3 separate regions of the Zea mays genome follow, and regions 2 and 3 are each linked to region 1. A link is a contact called in public Hi-C data. All regions are on one chromosome and are shown on one strand. The core of a region is the stretch at or near the end of the contact, and the rest is flanking DNA. Distances in the headings are between cores, read along the strand shown. Region 1 holds the start of LOC100281445. Region 2 holds the start of LOC100216670 (Ras-related protein RABA2c). Region 3 holds the start of LOC103644258 (scarecrow-like protein 30).

What was found. Hi-C and Micro-C count contacts between places; a contact is called where the count stands out from the background.
Region 2: a Hi-C map of ear shows a contact between it and region 1, with 2.5 times the contacts expected there. The contact joins the promoter of LOC100216670 here to the promoter of LOC100281445 in region 1. A contact is called at or near these places in 7 of 25 Hi-C or Micro-C datasets (ear, endosperm, leaf and 2 more).
Region 3: a Hi-C map of bundle sheath shows a contact between it and region 1, with 2.1 times the contacts expected there. The contact joins the promoter of LOC103644258 here to the promoter of LOC100281445 in region 1. A contact is called at or near these places in 5 of 25 Hi-C or Micro-C datasets (bundle sheath, ear, leaf and 2 more).

Annotation. Positions count from the first base shown.
Region 1 is chr1:300,931,307-300,935,929 of Zm-B73-REFERENCE-NAM-5.0, forward strand. LOC100281445 reads right to left here and starts at 2,996. Exons shown (of 1, transcript NM_001154363.2): 1 at 697-2,996. The coding sequence starts at 2,900. The coding sequence ends at 852. It overlaps LOC103644259 (hAT transposon superfamily), which reads left to right. Exons shown (of 5, transcript XM_008667466.3): 5 at 1-261.
Region 2 is chr1:301,094,854-301,099,549 of Zm-B73-REFERENCE-NAM-5.0, forward strand. LOC100216670 (Ras-related protein RABA2c) reads right to left here and starts at 2,992. Exons shown (of 3, transcript NM_001143079.1): 1 at 2,846-2,992; 2 at 2,520-2,722. The coding sequence starts at 2,684. It overlaps LOC100280558, which reads right to left. Exons shown (of 2, transcript NM_001153477.1): 2 at 4,026-4,262.
Region 3 is chr1:300,691,139-300,695,920 of Zm-B73-REFERENCE-NAM-5.0, forward strand. LOC103644258 (scarecrow-like protein 30) reads left to right here and starts at 2,095. Exons shown (of 2, transcript XM_008667465.4): 1 at 2,095-2,627; 2 at 2,718-4,782. The coding sequence starts at 2,904.

The DNA.
Region 1 (4,623 bases), core at 1,746-4,245:
ATGGCTAAAATCTGGGGTTGCCTGCTGTATTTTTTCGAAACAAGGCCATCTTATTGTGTATCTTATACTTGGTGTCTATTTGGGCTAGTTGTAGAGATATTTTAGTGTCCAGATATCTTCCCGAGTCCATCGTTGGTCTACGACACACATTTTTGTCACAATAAAGTTTGAGGTTTCAGTTCCTGGGCCATTTTTAAAGATATTTTAGGGGGTGTTTGGTTTACGTATCATTCCATCCAAAATGAGATGGTGCATCATAAATCTATTTCTCAAATTTGGTGGCATGATTTATTCCTCGTATTAGTATTAACTAACTATGAGTAATAAGGTGATGATGAATGAACTCATTACCAAACAAAATGTGAGAAGTGAATAGATGATGGACTAGGTCATTTCTCAAACTAAACACCCTATTAGTGTTTATATCTTTCTCAGTCCATCATTGGTCTAGAACACATTTTTGTCATAATAAAGTTTGAGGTTCAGTTCTCGGGCCAGTGTGCCATGATCTTTTTCCCATGAGAAGCAGGCTGATGCCTTTCAGGTCCTTTTAAGCGAAGGTGACTGCATGGATTCCGATTCTTTACAGAAATTTCGATGCCATATTATTATTTCTTTTGAGATTCGTATATGACTCCTTACCTGAATGAAGAATTTCACCTTCTTGCTCTCTCCATGATGAAACAAGCGAGGAATAGTTCAATCTGTTGGAGCTTTATCTAACTTTGTTTTTGTGGTCATCCCTACAAAATGGCTGACCATATCCTATATTCACTTGAAGAAAATATCACACAACACCTAAACCTATGATCACTGTTTGCTTCCTAACCCAACCATCGTAAAACACATGACTATACGTTGGTGATTTGTTCGGAGGAGACCTGCTGCCCCTCGCCGGTGGAGTGTGAGGAAGACGGCTGCGTGGTGACGCTGGTGACCTCCGACGTCGCCGGGAACATGGTGGCGAACTCGTCGAAAGACTCGCTGTATCCGTAGAACAACCTGCTGTTGCTGGCTAGATCTTTGGGCGGTGTCTCTGGCACCGGCGCTGCGCCTTCCAGCATCTGCACCGCCTGCCTCATGCTCGGCCGGCACCGGGGGTCAGGGTGCGAACAGAGCAGGCCGAGTTTGAGCACCAGCTCGACGTCGGCCTCGTCGCACTTGCCGATCCTTTTGTCCCTGGCTTCCACGATCCTCCCGGCCTTCCAGCACTCGAGGACGAGGTCGACGAGCCCGGGCGAATCAAGGTCGTCGTCGCGCTCCATGGGCCGCCGCCCGCACGCCACCTCGAGCAGGAAGGCGCCGAACGCGAACACGTCGGTGCTTGTGGTGGCCTTCCCCGTCTTGCTCATCTCCGGCGCGAGGTACCCCAGCGTCCCGATGACGTGCGTCGTCTGCGGGTTGCTGCCGTGGTCGTACAGCCGCGCGAGGCCGAAGTCGCTGAGCTTGCCGTTCATGTCGGCGTCGAGGAGCACGTTGGCGGACTTGATGTCGCGGTGCACCACCACCTGCTCCCATCCCTCGTGCAGGTACAGCAGCCCGGCGGCGACGTCGCGGACGATCTTGCCGCGCTGCTCCCAGCTCAGCGCCGGCTTGCCGGCGTCGAACAGGTGCCTGTCGAGGCTGCCGTTGACCATGTAGTCGTAGACGAGTACCAGCTCGCCCCGCCGCCGGCAGTACCCGAGGAGCTGCACCAGGTTGCGGTGGCGCAGCCGGCTCATGCTCGCGATCTCGGACACGAACTCGCGCAGCCCTTGCCGGGAGTCGTGGGACACCTTCTTGACGGCAACCTCGGCGTTCACCGGCCGCTGTAGCACGCCGTGGTACACGCGGCCGAAGCCGCCTTGGCCGATGGCGTCGCGGAACCCCCTCGTGGCCGCGTGCAGGTCCTTGTAGCTGATCCGGTGAGGCCCGTACTGTATCTCCCAGTCCTCTTGCTCCTCGGCGAACCGCCGGTGCCTGACCACGAGAGCTGCGACTGCCACCGACGCTAAGAGGAGTGCCACGACGACAACGAGGGACAGCGTGACCAAGTTTAGCCGCGACGTCTTCTTCTTGGACGATGGGACCGGCGGCAGCTTCGAGGCGTCGAGGTCCGTCGCGCGTCCGTCGCCTAGGCGGAAACTCCAGCCAAGAACGTAGTGAGAGGTGGAGGCCGCGCCGTTCGCCGCCGTGAACCCGACGTACGTGTCGTCGGCCACGGCCGACGAGAGGTTGACGATGGAAGACACGAGCGGGACAGCCGGCCTGGGCTTGCGCGCCGGCGCCACCGTCACCTCCAGGCGCATGCTCGCGCCGTCGTACTCGACCCACGCCTGCAGGGGCTCCCCGCTGACCAGGCTGATGTTGACTAGGCTGCCGGCGTCGACGTACGCCGCCGGCGCTGAGCTCACGGACACCAGGCTGTTGACGTCGATGCCGACGTGGTTGTCGTTGATGTCGCTAAACTCCTCGTCCTTGGCCGTGTCGAGCTCGACGGCGACGACCCCGCTCCTGGCCTTCCCCGTGTCGTCGGACGTGTTGAACAGGCCGAGGTTCTTCCCGGCCACCGCGCCGGGCACGGTCGGCGACGGCGCCAGCGCGAAGGCGATCCCGTGGCCGTGCGCGTCGTCGTGCCGCGGCACCATGGCGAACACGAAGGTGGTGGAGAAGGAGCGCGGCGTGGAGGAGGCGTCCTTGAAGCGGAGCGGCACGGGGTAGAAGCCGTGCCCGAACACCTCGTTGGTCGCGTTGGTGAGCTGCAGGAGGCCGGAGGAGGTGACGACGGCCGCGCCGCTGGTCGTGACGTTGCCGCTCGCGAAGCCACTGAGCACGAACTCCCCGGGCGCCGATCCGGATCCGCCTCGGGCGAGGAGGAGCAGGACGGCGGCCACCCGCACGGCGAGAGCGGCCGCTGGCATGGTGTGGAACGAGGGAGGCAGTGACCTGGACTGGCTGGCAGCGATGAGCGGAGCCGCAGCCCGCACCGCAGGTGTGCGTTTGCTTATCTCAGGTCAGTGACCTGGACTGGCTGGCTACTCGTTGCCTGCTGCCGGTGCCGGATAACTGGTGTAAGGTAATGGGATTGGTCTGCTGGTGGCGTCGTCGTCATCGTTGCGGTCTCCATCTCGATCAACCTCAGCTGGTGGTCCGCGTCGCGTGTGGCGAGACGGTCGTCGAAGTGGACGGCGCCGGGACCGGGGTTGGCTACTGCTGCTCGCGGGTGGCTTGACAAGGATGGATGGCATGGTGGGGCTACTCACGACAAGTCTAGGCTGGAGAAGTTTGGATTGGAATTTTAGAATTCCAACTTTGTGTGCGTGTGTGTGTGGATGCCAACTGCTGAGTCAGCAGTGTTCAAACGACGAGGCGCTCAGAGCATCTTCAAAAGCTCCTCCTCTAAATCCAGTTTTTTTTTGAAAAACACAAAAAAAATGTCTCCAATAGTTTCCTAAAACGCTCCTAACTTTTTCATATCCCTTAAAACTCTCTTATAGCTATAAATAAGAGGTTTTTTTGCTCTCTAGAAATAATATGCCGTTTTAAGGGGAAATGATTAAAATTTATCTTACTAATTATTTACATGTATCTTAAAATTGATTTTGAGGAGTCGTTTCTAGGGATGCTCTTAGGCCAGGCCGGTGCTCACTATCCTTAGTACCGACCAGGACCCTACGGTCGATAGCTGTCCGTACAGCCTCGCGATGGTCGGTATCCACCGACCGTCGACTGCCACATATCTTTTTTTAATTGGTCTATGTCATTTTATGAATTATGCAACTTTCATTTTTACATATTACATATTTTATGTTTGACAAATTATGTAGATTTTATTTATGATTTATAAACTATTTAATTTGTATTTACTTTTATGAACTATATTTTTTAATATTGCTTAGTTATATATCTAGATGTAATTGTATTTTAGTAAAATGTGTTTCATTTCAAATAAGAGTATGTAAAAAGGTTGATGTAGCGCTAAGGTGACTATAGGCTAATAGTAAAGGTTGTGCACTATTACTATGAACTTGCGGACAATGATAGATATAGATTGAGCGATAGCTGATGTGGCGGTAGATATAGACTAGTGGCATTAGATCCGATCTTATATTGCTAGAGATACACATAAACCTCACGGTCATCGGTGGCAAATTAAGTTACTACCAGTAAAATGCCAACTGGAGAAGGTACTCGTTGTGGTGCCATTCTTGCGCCATCCTCGATGTCAAAGAAATAATTTCTTGCGTTGAGGATTTCGACATCATTACTACCTGCTCCCACACCATCCCATGCGGTTGCATCTCCTTCATCCTCTCGACCACTGGTCGCTTCATGATGGTGGTGCCCTCTTCACCGCCTCCCCATCCGGCCATGTTCCCATGCCGATGCTGGACCGCTCCACCACATATCCATAGCCTCCGGCTATCCACCGCACTTTAAGTCGGACGATGGAGGGAGCGCAACAGGCGGGCCACACCAGCTATTTCTTTTGGAAAAAACTACTTTCGGGTTCGAGCCCTTTGGTTTAGCTTTTGATTTTTAGGGGTAAAAGCCAAACCAAACACACCCTAAATCATTTACTTAGTTTACGATACAGATGGCGGTGAGCTTATCATGTTATTTTATGGTGATAAACAACTATGT
Region 2 (4,696 bases), core at 1,742-4,241, 160 kb after region 1:
CAAAATATGCGCCATTAGATGGAATTAAACTGGCAAGCTGAGAAACCTCCAAACTGAAGGGCACATATCAGCAACATGCATGAACTCAATACAACCATCTGCCTTTTTTTTCCTTTTCGGTATTTGTTAGTGGTACTATTGTACTGTTAACTTTTCGGTATTTGTTAGTGGTACTATTGTACTGTTAACTCACAACCATTGATTGACACTATATTAACTGAAGTGTTGTTGTACTAGTTTCCTAGCCGAGAACGTAAAAATCTGTTCCACCAACAATAATTCGTTGTTTTCTTCTCTGTGTGTTATCTAATATTAAAGACCCAAAATTTCTCCCCACTTTTTCTTGGTATGGCCTCTCCTAACTAACTTTGTGAATGTGGAAACGTTCTCTGTTTGTTTGGCTGCAACCCTCTCGTTTAATATATCCAGATGCAGAGCTTCTTGAGGTAACCTGGATAGATAGGAATTCGGATCCAAATAAATCCCTTCAATCATGAACCTTAATAGAAATCCTAAACTAAATAGAAAAGGATGTATCTGTATCTTTCTTATACCTATTTTACCTACGCTTTTTTCGTTTATGTGTACTCATTGATCTGGATCTTTTTTTCCTGTTTCATTGTTCGTTCCACGTACGTTTTTGCCTATTTTTTACGTCTTTTTTCGTTGTTCCAATCTTTAGCATCCGTTTTGATTCGTGTTGTTCAACCGTGGATCTTTTTGGGGGTTTTTTGTCGAACACGCAGGAGAGCTGTGTATCATTGTATTAAGAAATGGGGGAAAGACCCCGGAACAAACATTACATAGAGAAAACACCAACACAGAACACACAAACACGCACACAAGAAAACCCCACCCAGCCAGAGCAGGGGCAGAGCGCCTGTCAGGTGGCAGACACCCCAACACTAACGACAAAGAAACTATCCCACACGGCTTTGAGCTTGGAGGAAGGAAACCCCCTTAGCTCCAGCCAAGAACCACAGAAGAGCTTCCTCCCTGGCCAACCGAACGGCTTCTGGGCTTTTTTGTTTTTATTTTTCTGATTTTTGTTTCACTGGTTCTTTTCCGTTTTAGGCATAATAACCAATTACATGCTCTGATGGAATTCTTTGACCAGAGCCAAAAATTTTCTTTAGTCACCACAAGTCCAAATCTGAGTCAGACGGCTGCACCCCACGCCGCATGTATATGGCATATAAGTACCTCTGTTGGAGCAATACACCCAAAACTTAGCTCACCTAGATGTAGCAGCAGGGTTCCTTCATCTTCATGCTCGCGTGCACATGTATCATACGAGGTGCTCCGTGCTCGCACATCCTGCAGGCGAAGTTGTTGTGCTGCTTGGTGATGCTGCCGACGAGCGGCGCGAGCAGCCAAGCACCCTCCCTCATGACAATGAACGATGCAATAAGGTTGCACTTCACCAGCTGACCGGCGAACATCAGTTTGTCGTACCCATAAGTCTGCATCTGTGAAACCCCGAGCTTGCTCCAGTTCAAGACATGCACAGATAGTTGAAGATCATCAAGAACGGGTTGTGGCCTCCGGTACAGCCTTCAGCTCGACTTAGGCACTCCTCGGCCATCCGATGCTTGGCCTCCGGACCATGCAGATGAGCCGGCCACCTTCTCCGCTGACGCCCGCACCTTCACGGGAAAGATGGCTTTGCCATAGTAGCCCGGCTCCAGCTTTAGCGTGTGGGATAAGCTGGCGAAGGAGCAGATCCTAGTGTCGGCATCGACGGGGCATGGATAAATTTTAAATAGATAGGACATGACCTCATGGGCACGCCAGCTGAGAGCAGCACGCTGATCACTCGATCGGCATCACATAAGGCCCAGTTTACACTGCACAGCAGTAGACTTCTCTTTTTAAAAGTTGTTTATCTAATTTGTTGGTTAATTATCAATATGATGAATCGATTTACGAATGACAGTAAAGGTAAATTAAGTAAAGATAAGCATAGCTGCTCCTACTTGGGTACTTCACCCCACCTTAGTTAATGTAGCACTGCCCATTGTTGGCCAGCGCGGTGTCGTCGCAACCTGCAGGTGCTCTTGAGCTGTTGGACTTGTCATGCCCTCGAGATCCCCCAGGATGGCATCCCGGTTCCAGAATTTGACGTCATTACTGCTGCTAGTGCTACCCTTGCCTTAACCACTATGGTGTCGTGAGACGAGCCCATAAAGTTGTCATGTTTTATATTACATTCTATACAACGACATACATCGTATGTCCCAAACTATAGGTTGTTTTGGCTTTTCTAGATACATCAAGCATCTAGCCACATAATATGCCGTGTTCATTCCAGCTAAGCAGGTTTTTTTGGTGATACTAGTGGAAAATGTGTGGTTAAAACTTTTGTAATTTTAGTTGATTCCAAACAATGAAATTCGGATTCGTCCGTTGTGGAAAAGGATACACTATTTGTCTAGTTACATAACAGAAGTTGTGTATTTACAAATGTCAAAACGACTTATAAACTAGAACGTTCTTCAAATCATTGCGGGTGGGTTTACCTGCAGGGTGCGGGTGGCGAACTCGACGCCGATGGTGGACTTGGACTCGAGGCAGAACTCGTTGCGGGTGAATCGGGAGAGGATGTTGGACTTGCCGACGCCGGAGTCGCCGATGAGCACGATCTTGAAGAGGTAGTCGTACTCGTTGTCCATACGGTGCGCCATCGCCGGGCGACCGCCGCCCGCCGCCGCGGATCCTGCTCCTGCAGCAGTCACACGCCACCGAGATCCACACAGTAAGAAGCCGTGGCGATGACGCGCCGCAGCGCGGATCGGTCGGGTCGCGGAATGGGGGGAGGGGCTGCGGCGATTCGCGCGTTGCGTACCTCGGATTCGACCGGAGGCTCGTGGAGGGATCGGAGGCCGATGGAGGTGGCTGCGACGGGCCGACGATGACGAGAGACGGAGAGGGGGTACGATAGGCGAATGGAACGGAAACGGAAGGGGACGCGGGCGTAAACAGCGCAGCACGGTGAGGGGAAGGGGAAGCGGAAGGTTCGTGACTTGGTGTTCGCTCGTTTATACTGTGCGCTCCCAACGGCCGATTCGAACACCTCCGTTGTCGTCAGACAAAATAAAGTTCAAATAAAACTACGAGCCCTTGTGTCATAATTTTGGAGCTTTGGTGTTTTTTGACGCGTAAAAGCATCACCACGTTCTCTGTCGGGTGAGGATGATTCCACAGTCTGAGAATAGAAAATGGTAGACAAATAAATAAAAGAATTCTCACATGTTTGCATGTTACTAGCGGTTTGAACCACCGTACCTGTACTTAAAATTTTTGTTGTTGTTGTTGTAAAAGACAAGATCTGCATGCTAGTGGTTGGTACAATGGTGGTTGACGAGGTCGTGCATGCGACCCAAAACCATGTGCCACTCGCAATTTTTTTAGAACAGTATTACTTTCAACTCTGAAATGGTCCAGCTTTCTAGTTGAACTGCAACTTCAACAGTTTGGGCAGATTTGAGCCGTCCGTTTGACCATGGCCGTGGATGGGGATGTTATGTTACCCTTGCTTTGCCTCTTCTAGACGCACGTACAATCTGTGGCCCAGAAGTATGTACTTGCCCTGAAAAGCCCGACATGAATAACCTGCAGAAAGTTGATTGTGATTTGCCCTGAGGGCCGACGAGAATTACCTGCAAAAAAAACATCTGAAAATCTGCAAGCAAACTGCATCACTTTATTTGCTCCAGCATCGCCCCAATAGCTTGCAACCGTACGCATCCCGCATCCCTGCTTAAAGAGTCCATAACATCCTCGTACCTTTCAGACACTACTCCGAACAACGAAAAATTCAGACGCTAGCAATCCTCTGGTTCAGTAACACAAGCCACAGCCTACACATCTTAAGGCTTACTCGGTTACGTCTCGATCGAAGGGGATTAGAGGGAATTAAATCCTTCGCTAGTCAAAATTAAATAGAACGTAACCTTCCTCAATCCCCTTCGATCTAGACACAACCGAACAAGCCCTTAAAAAGCATTTTCAAGGAATTTGGTAACTGAAACCAAACAGCGGAACTTGATTCTAGATAAAAGCATTGGGAAACTATGCCCTCAGTCGTTGTGTAGGGCCAATGCAAGTCGCACCATACAACGATCTAGAGACATATCGGTTGTCAGATCTTGTTGAGCAAGAGGATCCAATGCTATCGTCTGGGGAGTGGAGACCAGCAGACCCAAAACACAGGGCAGTTTAATTATTAACCTGCTGAACTGTAATGAAAGTCTTCTGATGCCCTACAAGATAAGCACAGGTAAAATAACTTAGGGCTCACATTATACCATCAGCTAGACTGAGCCCTTCAAATATTAGGGGCCGAACAACAAAACCAGATCACAAAAACAACTCATGCTACCCTATACATAATTTTTTTTTTCGTGAACGCGCAGGAGAGCTGCGCATCATTAAATTAAGAGAAGAAACAGTCCAAAATGGACCAAAGTACAATGGCACAAAAGGCCAAACACAAGACCACCAAAACCTGACCAAACACAAGACCACTAATACATGCTACGCACAGGAATGCAGCTGCCCTCTGCACAGGACAGCAGCACAAGTGTCAGCAGGCCGCACACCCACACAACTTCTCTTCACTAAGCCCCCAATAGAACCCTTGATCTGAAAATTGCAGCACCAGGACCCAAAGCCTCAAGATGTCTAGCACCGGCAA
Region 3 (4,782 bases), core at 845-3,344, 240 kb before region 1:
TCATTTAAGATTGAGGAATAAGCACACACATTTTCTTTCCATAGATTCATAATCCCCTTCAAACAATTTAAATCTGTTACACAGATATATGGCTGTTTTTATACAAGAAACATTATATGTAAATGAGTTTAAGAAACCTCTAACTATGCTTGAGGACAATTCCCTGTGTCTTGCTCTAGATTACATGCGCTTGGTCGGTTGTCTATTGAAGGAAAGATGTTTTAATGGCTAGACATGAGAGTTATTTGAGCCTTGGAGGTAGATTGGTGCTTATCAACTCTAGATTGAGTAATCTAATGGTTTATGATATACTCCCTCCGTCTCAGGATATAAGACGTAATCACTTTTTATTCTTGTCCCACAATATAAGACGTGCTCTCTCTATGCATACGTATATCGATGCAGTGGTATAGAGACAATTAAATGCATTTTTTTGGTCTTTGAACCAGATGTGGTTACGCCTTATATACTGGGACGGAGGGAGTATTCAATAAAAAATGTACCATTCAACTTTTGCAGAATTAGATAACTAGTTCATTTAGATGCCATGACATCCAAATGAACTAGTTGTCTGGTTTTGCAAAAGTTAAATGACATTTATACAATTAATCCTTTTTGATATGGCGATATGCCTTTTACCTTCGACATCTATTGGAAAGATGGATAGTGCTAGAAAGCGTTTTTTTTGGAAGAGGGAAATATCATTTGATTAGATGGACTAAGATCACTAAACCTAGCTAAGAAAAAAAAGATTAATTACATACTTGTCACCCTGTTTTTATAAAATTAGATAGGTAATTCATTTTGATGTCATTGAGCGACATGAAAATAAACTACTTTATAACTCTTTAAATTTGGAGTGGCATACTTCTAATTAACCCCAAACCAGATATATTTACTTAAGCAGCAGGTCTACGGTGTCGGCCAATGAAAAATCCACCATTTTTTTGGCATACTAGATGGTGTGGCTATAGGTTACTTTAAAGACACACTTTTCTCATTTTTTTTAAAAAAAACGAGGACCGTGATTGTTCAGTTGAAGCCATGAAATATAAAAACTAGAGCCTCATTTTTAGGAGATGGCTACGTGAAGATTTACAGAGTCAGCTTAGAAGATTGCAAGATATCGTTCTAAAAAATAACGATGGCCAGTTGGTAATTGCGAGTGAGATAAATCTGGAAATTTCCCTAAGAAACTGTTTTGTATGGGCAAAGTTTTAATATAATCTAAAAAGGCAAAACAACCGTGGAGTGAAGGTCTTCACGTGGTTGGTATTACAAGATAGAAGATACCCTCTTCGTTTTTTTTATTTATCACGTTTTAGTTTAAAATTAAACTAGCAGATGATAAATATTCAAGAACGAAGGTAGTACTTACTATTCTCTCTAAAGATAATCTCTGTACGAACAGTACATGAAATTATGTTGCTGCAGGCGTTATGGTGTTATTGTTTCATTGCACCTTATTTAATTGAAGGCTGAGTTTGAATCTTAGTCGTTGACTCTAAGGTTCATACTAATCTAATCAGTAGAACACACATACTTTTATGTTTTATTAAATAAAATCTATTTATATAATATATAGAAATAGTAGCAGTGTATTATTTCATCATGACAAGGCCACAAAGGTGAATCAAGCGCCTCACGTTTTTTTAAGGAATCAGCAAGCGCCTGTGTGGTAGGTTGCAGCAAGCGGCTGAGCCAAAGCGGGTCATGAATCACTGGGCCGCTTGTGCTCGGCTCCTCTCGGCTTTGTTTCGTGGGCCAGAAGACCGGACCACGGGCCGACAGAAGTGTCGCGGTACCGGCCAGGCGGCCAGTTTCGTTCCGTTTCGTACTTCGGCCGTGGATCACGTTCACCTGGTTCTGTGGTCAACTTCTCGGGTAGGCATCCGAGTGACCGCGTCCCCTGGAGTTCAGCTCACACGGTCACACCTCACACCACTCACCCTGATCTGTGGCCCCAACCGGAAACTGTCACGATCGACGCGACGCGACTCGCGCCGAGTCGGTACCACGCATCGTATTCGTAGAGGGAAAAAAAAATCAACTAGGAGTAGGAGGGAAGCCCCTTCCCTACCATGACGTCTGGCCACTGACGTGCGGGGTAGACTCAGACTGACCCCGCACGTCAGTGCCCCATATCCCTGTCCATGCAGCTGCGCCAGGCGGCAAACCAACCAGCTCTCGTGCGCAGAAAATCCCGCGCCGTTCCCCACGCGTCACCGTGGTGCGCCGCCCCCTTCCTCTCCCGCTCCCCTCCACCTCGACTACCAAAACACTGATCCGGTCGCTGATTCGCTGGTGCTGCTGCAGTTTAGGCTAAACAAATCACCCAGTTGACGAAGAGGGAGCTGCTGCCGCGGTCCTGGCCCAGCTCGAGAGAAGTCTTTTGGTCTTGGCCTCTTGCTGCCGCTGCCCCCCAATCGGCGCCGCTTTGCTTCCTGGTTTCCGCAAGGTTCCACACATCAGCATCCGAGACTTGGGATGGAAGGCACGGCGTCTTCTTGGAGCCGCGACTAGGGTGGGAAGGAAAGTTACTTGCTGCCGTCTTCGCGGTCTTTGCGCAGGCAGGGTAGAGCCGGAGATCAGAGATCTTGATGCAGACAAGTCCTTCGGCGTGCAGGGTAAATATCGCCTCCTTTTTCTTCAGATATATATGCTTGTCGGCGAAGTCCTTCGGCGTTCCGATCATCAACTTTTCTTCCAATTTGTAGTTCTCTCTAAGCGGAATCCTTGTGTTCTTGAGAGAGAGAGAGAGAGAGAGAGAGAGAGAGAGAGAGAGAGAGAGAGACTCAGAAAGGTAGCGCAGAGGTGAGATTTGTAACCTGTAATAAGTGACTTGTGGCGCTGAAGATCGAAAGTCAGAGAAATCTTGTGGATACAAGCTCCACCTCCAAGGAATGATAATGGACCCTCGTCCTCGTGACGATCCCAACCTCGGTGCTCGATTGCCCACCCCAAATCCACCCGCACCTCACATGATTAGCTTCTCCCTCCAGCAGCCACAGCTTCAGTTCTTCCCTTCGTATGGATTCCACGGCCACAGCCACAGCTCTCCTGTCAGCTCGCATCCATCTCCACCCTCGGCCATGCCTGGCTGCACCACGCCAAGCCCGGCATCGACAACCACAACCGAGCCAGACAGCGTCGAGGATTTTTCCGAGACTGTTGCTGACGACGCGGTCCTAGCATACATCAACCAGTTCCTTCTTGAAGACGAGGACGAGGAATCCTATCCTATTACCAGCGCGCCTGTGGAGGATTCAGCACTCCTCGCCGCCGTCGAGAAACCATTCGTCGACATCCTCGAGTCTGCCAAGCCTATCGCAGCACAGGGCTATGAAGTAAAGTCTTGGATCACTGATGACTGTGATTCTACAGGAAGCGGAAGGTTTCGCGATGTGGTCACAAGTAGTCTGCCTCGTGAAATGGTGCGGGAGGGTTTAGTTGGTGCTGCTCATAAGGGTCAGAAGAACCCGCGTGACGAGGACATGGAGATGGAGGGGAGGAAGAGCAAACAGTCGGCACTGTGTGACGAAGAGACTGTCCGGGAGATGTTTGACAAGGTGCTGTTGTGTACCGACAAGAACTGTGAGTTCCACTCACCAATGCCAGCCGATGCACAGATCAGCGGGGGATATGTGAAAGGATCTAGAAATAAGCGAGGGCGAAGGAAGGGGAGATCAGGTTCTGGTGCAGAGGAGGAGCCAGTTGATCTCACAACCCTACTCATACATTGTGCTCAGGCCGCGGCTATCGACGACCACAGGAACTCAAGCGAGCTGCTGAAACAGATCAGGAAGCATTCCTCTGCTACTGGAGATGCTGGCCAGAGATTGGCACACTACTTCGCCGATGGGCTGGAGGCTCGCCTAGCTGGCTCTGGCAGCAGCATCTACCGTTCGCTTGCTGCAAAGAGAACTTCCACTGGTGATATACTGAAGGCGTTCAGTTTGTATGTCAAAGCATGTCCGTTTAGGATACTATCACACTATGTCGCAAACACGACCATCTTAAACGCTACGAAGAGCGCCACAAGGCTGCACATCATAGACTACGGGATAATGTATGGTTTCCAGTGGCCAGTCCTCATGCAGCGGCTCTCAAAGAGACCTGGTGGCCCCCCGTACCTTCGGATCACTGGTATAGACTTTCCCCTGTCAGGATTCCGCCCTGCAGAGCGTGTTGAGGCGACAGGGCGGCGGTTGCATGAGTATGCCCGTATGTTCAATGTCCCATTTGAATACCAAGCCATTGCTGCCAAGTGGGATACTATCCAAGTTAAAGATCTCAACATGAAGAGCGATGAGTTCGTCGTCGTTAACTGCCTCTACCGGATGAGGAACATGATGGACGAGACGGTGACGGATGACAGCCCGAGAACGCGGGTTTTGAACACAATCAGAAAGCTGAATCCCCATCTGTTCGTTCATGGGATCGTCAATGGTACTTACAATGCACCCTTCTTCGTGACGCGGTTTAAGGAGGCTATGTTCTTCTTCTCTTCGATCTTTGATATGCTCGAAGCGAATGCCTTACGGATGGATGAGCATAGGCTGCTGATAGAGAGAGAGTTCTTTGGCCGGGAAGCTGTCAATGTGATTGCCTGTGAGGGCACAGAGAGGATTGAAAGGCCAGAGACCTACAAACAATGGCAGATGAGAAACCTCAGGGCAGGCTTCCGGCAGTTAGCTCTGGACAGGGAGATAATGAAGAGAGCAAGGTACAAGGTAAGCAAGAGCTATCAGGGGGATTTCCTCGTGGACGAAGATAACAAGT